Linked DNA regions of Ovis aries: region 1 is linked to region 2. The links are chromatin contacts, called in public Hi-C maps. All regions are on one chromosome and are shown on one strand. The core of a region is the stretch at or near the end of the contact, and the rest is flanking DNA. Distances in the headings are between cores, read along the strand shown.

Region 1 (7,525 bases), core at 3,073-5,572, 87 kb before region 2:
AAAAAACTCTGATTCCACAAGAGAGAAGGAAGTTACACACAAATCCAGGGATTTCTGTGGGGTGTAGTATGTATTAGTATTGTGAGATTCTCTCTTTTCCATGGATTATTCAGGGTTTCCTAACTAGGGCTATTTGCCTTGGATAGTGTCAGAATGTCCAGTAGACACAATAAACAGTAGACTAAGAGCAAAATTAAAAAGTAAATAAGTTGGGAAAATTAATCATTTTAAGCTCAACTTTAATGACCCTTCCTCATAAACAACAGTGTTTTTACCTCGTTTTCTTCTAGAAAAAGTGTCAGTGGATGGTCACACTGCACAAAGCATGCTATGAAAATTTGGCACTTGTTTATATAATTTGATAATATTTGGTACTATGCATTGTTGTTTAATTGGACATAAATGATTTATTTCAGGTAACTGTATGAATATCATATTTAAGGAAACTAGGCAATTCTGGAAGCAGTTGGAAAGTGAAAAAAGGGAATTGGGTAGTGCAGGAAGCTTCTCTGGTGCTCCTCTGTAGGCTCATCAAATCCTGCCCAAGTTAAGATGTCTTTCATTTTCTGAGAACAGGTCACTCAGCCCTCGTATCCTGAGAGCTATTAAGATAAGCATACAAACTCTCCTTGTACCCTTCCCCTACCAGTGCCCTTCACATGCAGAGCAGGAGTAGAACATTTTAAAGAGGACCCCTAAACCCCCGCCACAGTCTTATGGAAAGAGCTTGAGTTTGGATATCAGATAGATTTAGATTCAATTTACAGTTCTACCATTAATGGCAATGTGGGTTAGGCATATAACTTCTCTGAAACTCAGCTTATTTATTTATCCAATGAGGATGCAACTAGCTACCCTGCAGATATATGGTTAGAATTCAATGAATTAGCATGTAGCAATGTCTAGTGCAGTACTTAGCACCTCCTGGCCCCTCAATAATGTTATCTCCATTTCCTGTTAGTATAGATTAGTTGAACCAGATTTTCTTCCTAAAAACCTAAAATAAACATGTAAACAGACGACAATCTTCCTTATTCCTAAGTGGCATTTATTTGGACTGCTGTGTTATACAATCCAGTATATTTATTACTCTCACTGGTGACCCCTGGAGTTGTAAAATGTGGTGACCCTGGGTGTTTCGTTATTAGCCTAACTGGATCTATATCTGGTAAAATAAATGGTAGGGACATTTACCCAGAAACCCACTCCTCTCCCATTTACCCAGGCTATTGAGGTGTAAAAGCCCAGTCTCTGCTAGTTCCTAGCCAGGTGATCTTGGACAGGCCACTTCCCTCTCTGATTCTCAATCTTAGCACTGGGATCAAAAAGATCTCTAGAGGACCTTCCAGCAGTAAGTCTATAATACTCTGGGGTTCTTTTTGTCTCATGTGGACTAGAACAACCTTTAAGGTCAGATGGGAATCACCAAGGTCCTTGGAAAGGAAGGGAAGTAGAAGAGAACAGTAGCTGCAGAGCTCAGATGATTCAAAGCAGGAAAAGGAAGTGATTGTGGTTCTCATTAATCTCACTACCATCCCCCATGATCTTTCTTTTTTAGGTCTGTGAAAATAGACCTAAAATAGTTTGAGGAGTGGTTTGGTAATTCGGTAAATAGTTCAAATGACCCTATCCATCCTTCACCTATTGTGTAGAGAAGTCCTGGGCCAGGCAGCTCCAAGCAGTCTGGTGTTTCCAGGACCTGCCTAGTTTTCAAGGGTTCTTGTCTTCTCTCCATCTTCTTCTCACCAACTTTCCTCACTTATGTTCATGCACCTCTTTACGAGGCTGGATATGAATACTGATCTGCTTCTTGTCACTATAGCTTAATTTTTCCTGTCCTAGAATTGCATGTAAATGGAGTAATACATAATGTATTTTTTGTGTCTGTCTTCTTTCACTCAGCATAATATTTTTGAGATCTATTCATGGCCTTGTGTGTATCAGTCTTTTGTTCCTTTTGAAGGTCAGGTAAAAATAAATAAAGCTGTCAAGTAAAACTGTCATGAACATCGGGTCCAAATCTTTTTCTTTACCTATATTTTTACTTCTACCTATAGTAGAATTCCTGAGTCATATAAAAAGTCTGTTTTAGTTTTTTAAGAAACTGCTTTCTGAAAGAAATGTTTTTTCACTCCTACCAATAATGGATGAGTTTTAATTGTTCAACGTCTTTGTCTATACTTAGTATTGTTAGTATTTTTAATCATTTTTGTAAGTGTGTAGTGATTTTAACTTGTATTTTTCTGCTGGTTAATTTTATTGAACATCTTTTCACGTACCATTCATGTATTTTCATATGTCTTCGTTTTGAAGTGTCTATTCAAATCTTTTTCTCATTTTTAAACTGGGTTATTTGTATTCTTTTAAGTTTTAAGAGTTCTTTAAATATTCTAGATAAAAGTCTTTTGTGACATGTATGTTTTATAAATATTTTCTGCCAGACTATAACTTGCCTTTTCACTCTATTAATAGCTTCTTTTAAAGATCAAAATATGTTAATTCTGATGAAGTCTAATTTTATAAAAAATTTTTATGGTCAGTGCCTATGTGTCTAGGGAATTTTTGCCTACCTCAAATTGTGAAGATTTTTTTCCTATGTCTTTTTCTAAAAGCCTTATAGTTTTAGCTTTTACATTTAAGTCTACAATTTACTTCAAATTTGTTTTTGTGTACAGTGTGAGGCAAAGATTGAAGTTCATTTTATTTCCATTTGGAGAGTTCATTATTCCCACATCATTAAAAGACTATTCTTTCTTCATTGATTTACCTAGCATCTTTGACCATATATGTGAAGGTCCATTTCTAAACTATTTTATTGATTTATGTCTGCTCTGACCCATACCATACTGCACTGAATGTTGTAACATTATTGTACTGTACCTTTTATTGTAGCAATGAAATCAGGTAGTCCTTCAACTTTGTGCTCCTTTAAAAAATAACTTTTTATTAACCCAGAACTTTACATTTCCACACACATTTTAGAATTAGCTAGTTGATTCCTACAAAAATACCTGTTGGTATTTTGACTGGAATTGCACTGAATCTATAGACCATCGATTTGGAGATAACTTACATTTTAATGCTGGAAGAGGAAATGGCAACCCACTCCAGTATTTTTGCCTAGAGAATCCCATGGACAGAGGAGCTTGGCGGGCTACAGTCCATGGGGGTCTCAAAAAGTCGGACACAACTGAGCGACTAATATTTTTATTTATTTTTATTACATCTTAATGATCTCAAGTTTTCCAAGCCATGAATATGGGATATGTTTCCATTTACTTAGCTCTTCTTTAATCTTTTCAGAAATGTTTTTCAGTGTTCAGGTCTTACACATATTTAATTAAAGTTATTCTAAAATATTTAGTGTTATTTCATGTGATGGTAAGTAGAATTTATTTTTAACTTTAAATTCTCAAATGTCTGTGGCTAGTATGTAGAAATAAAATTGCTTTTGATTGTAATCTTGTTTGGCACCTTGCTACATTGGCATCTTGCTAAATGTACTGAATAGTTCTAGTAGCAAACTGATGTAGATTCTTTAGAATTTTCTTTGTCTAGGATCATTGTTTGTGAATAAAATTTTATAGTCTGAGTCACTAATTTTTGTACTTTTACTTTTATCATAAAAACCACAAAAAACATTCTGTTCCTTCTCTTAGCTCATCTTTGAGGTCCTGGTTACTATAAACTATATTGCTTTATCAATTCCAAGGCAAGACTTTAAATAGGCTTCTGAGAGTTAATGTGTCAGGTTTCTTAGGTATGCCAATTAGGACATTGAAATATAACTTTTAGTTTCCTCTCTATATCTTGCATCTGATCACTATTTTCATATATTAATTATCTTTGTATTGTCAGAGTCTAACGGTACTTCACACTAAAAAATATTTATAAATATTTAATTAATATTTATTTAATAATGGAATAATACAACACATTTATAGTAGCTTCAGCTATAGTCTAAAGAATTTGGTAAAAAGTTGGTCTTTGCTGGCCCCAACATTTTCATTCAAATTTTATTATCTGTTGTCATGATTCTCTGATTAGCCTCACAGCCAACTATTAGGGGGATATTCCTGAATCTCATTTTCTAATCCCTTTAAAAACTTGTTTCAACTATAAAACAGTTATGATTCATACAACAGTGACTGGATTTATTAAAACTTTGCATATTTTCCCCCATTTGAAAGTAATGTCTAGTCACATTTTCTTCATTCTTCATCTGAAAACTTTGGTTGGGAAATAGATCATTTACCTGTTCTTGGCACCAGTAACTTTTTTGGACACAGGTAGTTCTAAAGTGTTGATGTTGTCAAACTAGCAACACAGGATCTCTGCCTTCCCGGCTGCCAGAAGGTTTAGAGCAGGCACAGGAACAGAGGGTTCTTCCAGCTCTTAGCTTAATTTCATCTGGGTCAAAGCCAATTTTCTAAAATTAACTTTGACTAAAGCTGAGATGGCTTTAAAAAAAGACTTCTGGTGGCCTTACACTACAAGGCCACAAGATGGATCTATTCTTCCATGAAAGAGGAGAATTTTGTCTATGAGATGGCCACTCTAACTGTAACCAATATGTCTGGTTTATATGAGCTAATAAATTTCCAGGAAAATTGCTATCTCAGTTCTCCAAACCTCCATTTCTCGCTGCAGGAAATTAAATTTTTTATTTAGGATTCTCTTGCCCAAGTGTTTCTAAGAATCCCCAGTGGTCATTATATGTGTCTAAGTATCAGTCCTGATTGTCACTTATTGGAGCTGGGGTTGGTGCTGGTGCTGAGCTATCACTTCATATCCTCAGGCCAAACAAATACCCGTAGATGTTCTGTGTACTATGCTGTGCTTATTCGCTTCAGTCATGTCCGACTCTTTGTGACCCTATGGACTGTGGCCCACCAGGTTCCTCTGTCCATGGGATTCTCTAGGCAAGAATACTGGAGTGGGTTGCCATTTCCTTCTCCCGGGGATCTTCCCAACCCAGGGATCAAACTTGCATTTCTTATGTCTCATTCATTGATAGACAAGTTCTTTACCACTAGCACCACCATGGAGAAGGCAATGGCACCCCACTCCAGTACTCTTGCCTGGAAAATCCCATGGACGGAGGAGCCTGGTAGGCTGCAGTCCATGGGGTCGCTAAGGGTCGGACACGACTGAGCAACTTCACTTTCACATTTCACTTTCATTCATTGGAGATGGAAATGGCAACCCACTCCAGTGTTCTTGGCCTGGAGAATCCCAGGGACGGGGGAGCCTGGTGGGCTGCCGTCTGTGGGGTCACACAGAGTCGGACACGACTGAAGTGACTTAGCAGCAGCACCACCACCACCACCATGGTAAAGATGAAAGTGAAGTAAAGGGGAGAATGCCTCCTTTCAGTGTTATGTTCTCTTAAGGATAGAGGTATCCCAGATAAAGGTTATTAATTTTTAGTTCTCTTGGGAATAGGCAGATTTAGGGGCAGTGTGAAGGGCATTCATTTTTAACAAGCAGAGACATAAAATACTTTATGTGTAGATAAATTCCTCAATGATGTATTTTTCCTACTCAATGTCTTTAATGACTTCCTCATGTGCCATTAAAAAGTAATGTGCAATTTACTTAACTATTCCCCAATTTTCTCCACATAAAATGTTTCTTGGTTCTTATTACTAAATACAATGTTCCACTGAATATCATTAGACACTACGCTTTGCCACAGTTAAAGTTATTTCCTCCGGATAGACTTCTAGAATGTGTGGGTAAAGGGTATATGAATCTTTTTGTGCTTCTTGAGGTAGAACACCTAATTGTTAGACAGCAAATCCATTCAGAGAGGAAAATAACTCTTCAATTATTGGCCTCTAACATTTAGAAACATGAGTCTAAATATCAGAAGGTTATTTAGTGAACAAAATGACAGACTAGAGGATAGTATTGGTTTATGAAGAGTTCGTATCAGGGTATATATGCTGGCCACACCAATCCCTTACTCCCAGACCCAGCACAGGTTATTTGGGACTTGTTTGGGACTATTGCTAAAAATGAACATAACACACTGCAAAATTACTATTTTTCTGGCAAGGAGGGTTCATTGACTTCTCTGTGCTAGACAAGTCTCTGTGATGTGTTTGCTTCTAGCATCCACCTGCTGAGGAACAAAGTATCAGAGGAGCATGATATTCTCAAGAAGAAAGAGATGGAGTCAGGGCCCAAAGCATCTCATGGCTATGGAGGTCGGTTTGGAGTGGAAAAAGACCGAATGGACAAGGTGAATTGAAAGGGGATATTTGCTTTAAAAAAAAAAATTAGATAAATTGATTCATTTGTTGATTTTATGGTTAAAACTTACTCAAAAGTAAAACATCCATTTGGTTTTAAAATTGAATGTCCACGGACTTCCCTGGTGATCCAGTGGTTAAGATGCCGAGTTCCCAATGCTGGGGGCCTGAGTTTGATCCCTAGTCAGGGAACTAGATCCCACATGCCACAGCTAAAGATCCTGCATACCATGACTAATACCTGGTACAGACAAATAAAATAAGTATTAAAATAGAATGTTCACATATTATTTGTATCATTTTTCCCCTGATTTCAACACATAATATATAGATGGCAGAAAATGGGAGCCAAGAATTTAGAACTGGCCTAGTGTAGGCTCAGCTACACTGTAATTCCTAGACTGAATAGACACAGAACACACATAGAGAAGGGGAAAACAGGTTTTAAAGTCATTTACTGCTTTAAAATGTATGTGTATTATGTCTTTGCTGCAACTTCTTTTACTGTTTACTGTATATTTAGTGGGTTTTTTTAATACATTCGTTGACTCATTGGAAAAGACTCTGATGCTGGGAGGGATTGGGGGCAGGAGAAGAAGGGAATGACAGAGGAAGAGATGGCTGGATGGCATCACTGACTCAATGGACATGAGTTTGAGTGAACTCCGGGAGTTGGTGATGGACAGGGTGGCCTGGAGTGCTGCAATTCATGGGGTTGCAAAGAGTTGGACACGAACTGAACTGAACTGACACATCACTTATGATTTGCACATAGGTGTGAAAAATATTGATGGGGTTTTGTCTATTAGATGCCCTTGAATATAATATTATCTTTCCTTTATCCACTAGATACTATGAAAGTATGATACAAGAAAGCTTGTATGGTGAATCATATTTTTCCATTGATTTTCCTAACCTCAAAAATAGAGATATATTCCTATAATTTAAAAATGTTTAATCTCCACAGAGAAAAAACAATTCAATGAAAACCTTTAGTCCACCCTCAAGAAGTGTTTTGTTTGGTCATTGTGTAAAATGCAGTCCAGACATTGTATTCTCCTACAGAATTCCTAGGAAAAAGAAATGTAGATAAGCAGTCATTCATTCTTGAATTCAGCAAGCAAAGTTGACCTACTCAGACCCAAAAATACTGCAAAGTGAGCCCCCAGGAGCTCATATAGGGCAGTGCTTCACATCACTCTCTGTATTTATGTCAGCATGGAATTGGAAATGCAGGAGGAAGAGGAAGCTTTCTAATTTCTTCTTAG
Region 2 (6,895 bases), core at 954-3,453:
TGTTATTTTTATTATATCCATCATAAAGAAAGAAAGTGAAGAAAGAAGTCTCTCAGTCGTGTCCGACTCTATCCATGGGATTTTCCAAGCAAGAGTACTGGAATGGGTTGCCATTCCCTTCTCCAGGGGATCTTCACAACCCAGGGATCAAACCTGGGTCTCCCACATTGTGGGCAGATGCTTTACCTTCTGAGCCACCAGGGAAGCCCCATCTTCATCATATAGATGAGGAAAAGGAAGCTCAAGGAGTTAAGCAAGGATCACACAGCTACTAAGTCTTCAAACACAGATTGACTGTCTTCAGAGTTATACTCTGGACCCCTATGCTACACTGCATCTCAGAAAGATCTTCCATGACTACATCTAAATTCAGTTCAGTCACTCAGTCATGTCTGACTCTTTGTGACCCCATGGACTGCAGCACGCCAGGCTTCCCTGTCCATCACCAACTCCTGGAGCTTATTCAAACTCATGTCCATGCAGTCGGTGGGTGCCATCCAACCATCTCATCCTCTGTTGTCCCCTTCTCCTCCCACCTTCAATCTTTGGCAGCATATTTAACATCTAAATTAGGATCCCTTTTATTTAATAGTACTCTTTATTTCCTCCTGAGCACTGCTGCTGCTAAGTCACCTCAGTCGTGTCTGACTCTGTGACCCCATAGACGGCTGCCCAGCAGGCTCCCCCGTCCCTGGGATTCTCCAGGCAAGAACACTGGAGTGGGTTGCCATTTCCTTCTCTAATGCATAAAAGTGAAAAGTGAAAGTGAAGTCACTCAGTCGTATCCGACTCACAGCGACCCCATGGACTGCAGCCTACCAGGCTCCTCTGTCCATAGGATTTTCCAGGCAAGAGTAGGGAGTGGGTGCCATTGCCTTCTCCGTCCTGAATGTTAGTACAATTTAAAATTGTCAATTAATTTTTCAATTAGTTTAATATTTGTCTCCCTTAGTCTCTTTCTCTTTGAGAGCAGGAACCATTTCTTGCCATTTCCCTGTATATCAGTGCCTAGCACAGTAGACTCAATAGTAGATTCTCAATAACTAGTTGAGTAAATGAATGAAAGCATAAAAGATAACTAAGAAAAATGTTTCCCTCATGGAGTAATGACTCCATCGTGTGGAATTTTGGAATATTGTCCAAAAAAATTTTTTTTAACAAGATAGGTTTCATAGAACTCATTCTCCTATTTCCCAGGCTTATATTAGAGGCTTTGCTGTTGTTTGACTGGTCCTTTTGAGATTTTTAGAGCTATAGGAAACCACCGACTCTTTAGGGTAGGCTTTCCCTTACTAGATTTGCTTGGTGAAACGGATTGTGCAATTAGGTGAATAGCAGGTATCAGCTTAAGTCCAGAGCTCGCTTGATTCTACTTTGCCAAAAGGTAAAGCATAGATCCATCAATAAGCTCTTGGTTCCGAATGATCACTCTGGAACATCCAGAGCCCCTTCCATGCAGCGTTCTGCTATCTAAGAAGTCTATCGGTGGCAGTATCGTACTCGCCATCACATATTCCTTACAGTGTACAATGACTAAAGTAGAAATTGTGTACAGAAATAGCCTCTGCCCTACAATCATACACCAGGAGAGAGTAAATTGCACTCCATTCTAAATCCTAAATTTTACTGGTATAATATTTTGCACATATTGTTGTTCAGAGGCCAAGTCGTGTCCCACTCCTTGCCACCCCATGAGCTACAGCATGCCAGGCTTCCCTGTCCTTCACTATCCCCTGGAGTTTGCTCAAATTAGTCGATGATGCCATCTAATCATCTCATCTTTTGTTGACTCCTTATCCTGCATCAGAGTGTTTTCCAATGAGTCAGCTCTTCGCACATACAACTTATAATAATTATTTTAAAAATACCAATATGTTAAATAGAACTACATCTCTAATCTACCTATTATGGGCAGTTCATTTTACGAAGTTAGTATAACCTTGCTATTTAAACTAGAAATGGACAAAAGGAAAAGTAAAAATTTTAAGCCAGTATGATTATAGTTGGAGATTATATATACTGAGTCTGTTTTTTCCGCGTTTAATCTAGGTCCAACTCTGTTTCTATTACGCTAACCATCAACAATAGAGACGTGGGAGGTCTAAACCGAGCGAGAGCCGCTCCTTCCCCAAGAGTTTATGGTTCTCGGGTTACTCTCGCCACTGGGAACTCTATGGTCCCGGGGCGGGCTGGGAGGCCTGCGTTTTAAAACCGTGGCGGGAAGATGGCGGCCGCGTTCGTCGCCAGGGTCAGTTTTTTCCGAGTGGGAGGACGCTGGGACTCTGCGTTTCCCTGAATGGCGGAGAAGGTTTCGCGATGAATATAACGCGCTGGAGTGGGAAACAGCGACGTTCAGCATCAGGCTTAGACTCGTCTTCGGGAAGCGGCTTTGACGGCAGTGACAACCCCTTGCTCCTTTCCGGGCCGGTGCTGAGCCCACCTCCGGGCCTGGGACGCAGCTTGAAGGATCGTGGGCGCCGGCCGGCCGGAGCTACAGGTACTCCCAGGCACTCCGTGGCCAGCTCAAATGGGCTGCTAGTCGCGAGGTGTCCTTTCGGCGCGGAGCTCGCTCGTTTACAGGACCCGCTCGGCTCCTACTCCCTTTCTCAGTTTGTGACTCCAGCCCTGAGCGGCATGTCACTTTCTGTTGACAAGGAAGAGCTTTCAGTCCGTGTTCAGAGACCTCCTGGTATTATTAGTCTTCAAGTGGTTTCTGGGTTTTTATTCTTTCGACATTTGTTTACGGAAACAACTTACTAGTTGGCCAAATCTCATCACCTGTAAGGGATTCACGCCTAACAGTGCCAGTACTCCTTACAGATACTTAAATTGGATGTGTTTTATGGCAGGTTATATATAACACGTAGGAATTCCAAAACTCAGTAGAAGGCTAATTACTGAAGTCTTACGTTAAAACTAACTACTTACTTCCTTTTTTTCTTTTTTGTTTTTGTTTTTTTTTTTCCCCCAAAAGGGGAATGCAAGCAGACGTTTCCTGATGATCAAATAGACAAGCTGCTGTTGGCAAATTGGGGACTTCCTACAGCGGTTCTGGAGAAATATCACAGTTTTGGTGTTAAAAAAATGTTTGAATGGCAGGCAGAGTGCCTTTTGCTTGGACAAGTCCTGGAAGGAAAGAATTTAGTTTATTCAGGTATTCAAATTTGTGCAAATTAATTTCTGTACCATTTTAAAGACATTATGAATGTAGAGAATGCTCTATTGAGGTAAGGCAGATGAAATTTATAACTAGAGAAAGTCTTAAAATATATGAAAAGCAGAGTTTCATCATATGCATACCTTATTTATGAAAATCCCCTTATATGGTGGGGTGGGGAAAGGCAAAACCCCTGCAGTTTAAAGAGAGTTATCTGCTTGCCTTTCCTCTCAACAAACATTCATCCCAGTGTGAGCATGCAGTATGAGATGTAAATGTGTTCTTCCCACAGTTGATCTCAGTTGCCTTTCAGTGTGTGAACATTTTATAATACATACCTGTTTATAAGTTGACCTGCTCATACAGGAGTATATACATAAAACCTTATGTAATACTTTATGAAAGGTTATATGGGCTTTCAAGAATAATTTTGACTTATAAAACTTTTAACCATCTGTCTTTAGAATACTGACTTTAGAATCTAATCACTTGGTAAGATCAGTTTTCTCTGAAGTTGTGAGTTACCCAGATTTTTCATTATGGCTGCCAAAAATAGCTAGGAGATTTTCTATCTATTTCTCAATGGATATGATGAGTTTGAATAAACTCCAGGAGATAGTGAAGGACAGGGAAGCCTGGTGTGTTGCAGTTCATAAGGTCCCGAAGAATGTGACATGACTTGGTGACCGAACAACAAGATACAAGTTCAGGCTGTTTACTGGCTGTGTAACCTTGCAGATTACGTGAGAGAGAGGAGGAGAAAGAGAGGGAGTGACAGTGCACACAGAAAGCATGAGTGCCTGCTTGTGGGCATAGAAAAGTTTTTGTCATATAGAAACACTCTTACTAATTGCTAGTGGCAGTTAGTGGTAGTTGTAGAATGCCCTGACAATTTCAATTGCTTAAATACTTGGGTGTCATTCATAACTCTGGTCACCAACTCACATAAATTTATCACCGGGTCCAGTGTCTGTTATCTCAAATATCTTGATTCTGACCAGTACTCTTTGTTCTTGGGTGCATTACCTAGGTTACTATCATCTTCTAGATTATGCAGTAGCTTTGTAACTAGATGTTCAAGCTGGTTTTAGAAAAGGCAGAGGAAGGAGAGATCAAATTGCCAACATAAGCTGATTCATTGAAAAAGCAAGAGAGTTCCAGAAAAACATCTGTTTCTACTCTATTGACTATGCCAAAGCCTTTGACTGTGTGGATCACAATAAACTGGAAAATTCTGAAAGAGGGGAATACCAGATCACCTGACCTGCCTCTTGAGAAACCTCTATGCAGGTCAGGAAGCAACAGTTAGAACTGGACATGGAAGAACAGACTGGTTCCAAATAGGAAAAGGGATACGTCAAGGCTGTATATTGTCACCCTGCTTATTTAACTTCTATGCAGAGTACATGATGAGAAACGCTGGGCTGGAAGAAGCACAAGCTGGAATCAAGATTGCCGGGAGAAATATCAATAACCTCAGATATGCAGATGACACCACCCTTATGGCAGAAAGTGAAGAGGAACTCAAAAGCCTCTTGATGAAAGTGAAAGAGGAGAGTGAACACAATGTTGGCTTAAAGCACAACATTCAGAAAACTAAGAACATGGCATCTGTTCCCATCACTTCATGGGAAATAGATGGGAAACAGTAGAAACAGTGTCAGACTTTATTTTGGGGGGCTCCAAAATCACTGCAGATGGTGATTGCAGCTATGAAATTAAAAGACGCTTACTCCTTGGAAGAAAAGTTATGACCAACCTAGATAGTATATTGAAAAGCAGAGATATTACTTTGCCAACAAAGGTCCGTCTAGTCAAGGCTATGGTTTTTCCTGTGGTCATGTATGGATGTGAGAGTTGGACTGTGAAGAAAGCTGAGCGCTGAAGAATTGATGCTTTTGAACTGTGGTGTTGGAGAAGACTCTTGAGAGTCCCTTGGACTGCAAGGAGATCCAACCAGTCCATCCTAAGGGAGATCAGTCCTGGGTGTTTATTGGAAGGACTGATGCTAAAGCTAAAACTCCAATACTTTGGCCACCTCATGTGAAGAGTTGACTCATTGGAAAAGACCCTGATGCTGGGAGGGATTGGGGGCAGGAGGAGAAGGGGACGGCAGAGGATGAGATGGCTGGATGGCATCCCCGACTGATGGACGAGAGTTTGAGTGAACTCCGGGAGTTGGTGCGGACCAGGAGGCCTGGCATGCTGCGATTCATGGGGTTGCAAAGAGTCGGACATGACTGAGTGACTGAACTAAACTGAACTGAATCTTTTCTTTCTGCCCTTACTTTGCTTCTGCAGCCAAACTCTGTAAAGTACAGTTATGAATTTCTCACTCCTTTCCACGTTCACCTAACTCAACTAATCACTCTCCATTGCTTTCAGGGTAAATTTCTTATGTGGTAGGATTATAAAACTTTTTTTCTTGTGGCACTTTCATGTCTCTTTTACTCCCCTACTTGTGACAACCTACTCCAGTATTCTTGCCTGGGAAATCCCATGGACAGAGGAGCCTGGCAGGGCTACAGTCCATGGGGTCGCAAGAGTCAGACACAACTGACTGACTAAACCTACCTACCTACTTGTACTTTTTGTTTCAGACATTCAGTTACCATCTTCTGAATATACTAGGCTTTCCTTTAGACCTTTACACATGCTGTTTTTTCTGCTTGGGATTCTTTTCTTTTTCCCTTTTTGCTCCTTTGAAATTCTGTTTCCTTTACATAAATCCTTATAGCTTTTCCCCTTCAGCATCTATCATAGCTTCTATCACAATGTATTTAAGCTGTTTATTTCCTCATAGTAGGGCTTTTAACTATTTGGTACTTAAAGGAAAGGATCTTTAGGTGTAAGCTAGGTACTCAGTAATATTCATCATTTATTGCTGTTACAAAGATTTCTTTGTCTCTGTTTTTCACTGGGAGAGTGTTTAGAAAGCTGGTTTAAAGTTGGGTGTTTCAGGGTTATGCAAGGAGATCCAACCAGTCCATTCTAAAGGAGATCAGTCCTGGGTGTTCATTGGAAGGACTGATGCTAAAGCTGAAACTCCAGTACTTTGGCCACCTCATGCGAAGAGTTGACTCATTGGAAAAGACCCTGATGCTGGAAGGGATTGGGGGCAGGAGGAGAAGGGGACGACAGAGGATGAGATGGCTGGATGGTATCACTGACTCGATGGACGTGAGTTTGAGTGAACTCCGGGAGTTGTTGATGGACAGGGAGGCCTGGTGTGCTGTGATTCAAGGGGTTGCAGAGTCGGACAGGACTGAGCAACTGAACTGAACTGAAAGGTTTCAACTGATAGGTGGTGGCGGTTTAGTTGCTAAAGTTGTGTTCTGCTCTTGCGACCCTATGGACTAGTCCTCCAGTCTCCTCTCTCCATGGGATTTCCCAGGTAAAATACTGGAGTGGGTTGCTGTTCCCTCCTCCAGGGAATCTTCCCAACCCAGGGATCAAACCCACATCTCCTGCCTTGGCAGGGGGGTCCTTTATCACTGAGCCGCCAGGGAAGCCCTAATGATAGTTTGTTTATGTTGTCCAGTTAGCCTTGGGCTCTTTAGTCACTAGATATGATTTAAAACATTTGTTACTGCACTGTATCAATTATTACTTATTTTTGTGATGATCTTGTGGAATAACATCTTTTAGCTCCTACAAGTGCTGGGAAGACTCTCGTTGCTGAGCTACTTATTTTGAAGCGGGTTTTGGAAATGCGGAAGAAAGCTCTTTTTATTTTGC

What was found. Hi-C and Micro-C count contacts between places; a contact is called where the count stands out from the background.
Region 1: a Hi-C map of tail adipose tissue shows a contact between it and region 2, with 3 times the contacts expected there. The contact joins the enhancer-like site here to the promoter of POLQ in region 2. A contact is called at or near these places in 2 of 16 Hi-C or Micro-C datasets (skin fibroblasts and tail adipose tissue).

Annotation. Positions count from the first base shown.
Region 1 is chr1:186,986,583-186,994,107 of ARS-UI_Ramb_v3.0, reverse strand. HCLS1 (hematopoietic cell-specific Lyn substrate 1) reads left to right here. Exons shown (of 14, transcript XM_004002961.6): 4 at 6,118-6,247. Among named protein-coding and RNA genes, the nearest start is that of HCLS1, 8.2 kb to the left of the region's middle. Within about 2 kb of position 4,322, at least 4 of the 54 cell types and tissues checked have an H3K27ac peak or open chromatin away from gene starts, as enhancers often do. A contact at or near this core is called in tail adipose tissue, where this site is marked.
Region 2 is chr1:186,897,946-186,904,840 of ARS-UI_Ramb_v3.0, reverse strand. It overlaps POLQ (DNA polymerase theta), which reads left to right and starts at 2,203. Exons shown (of 30, transcript XM_042231980.2): 1 at 2,203-2,497; 2 at 2,975-3,154; 3 at 6,806-6,895. The coding sequence starts at 2,317.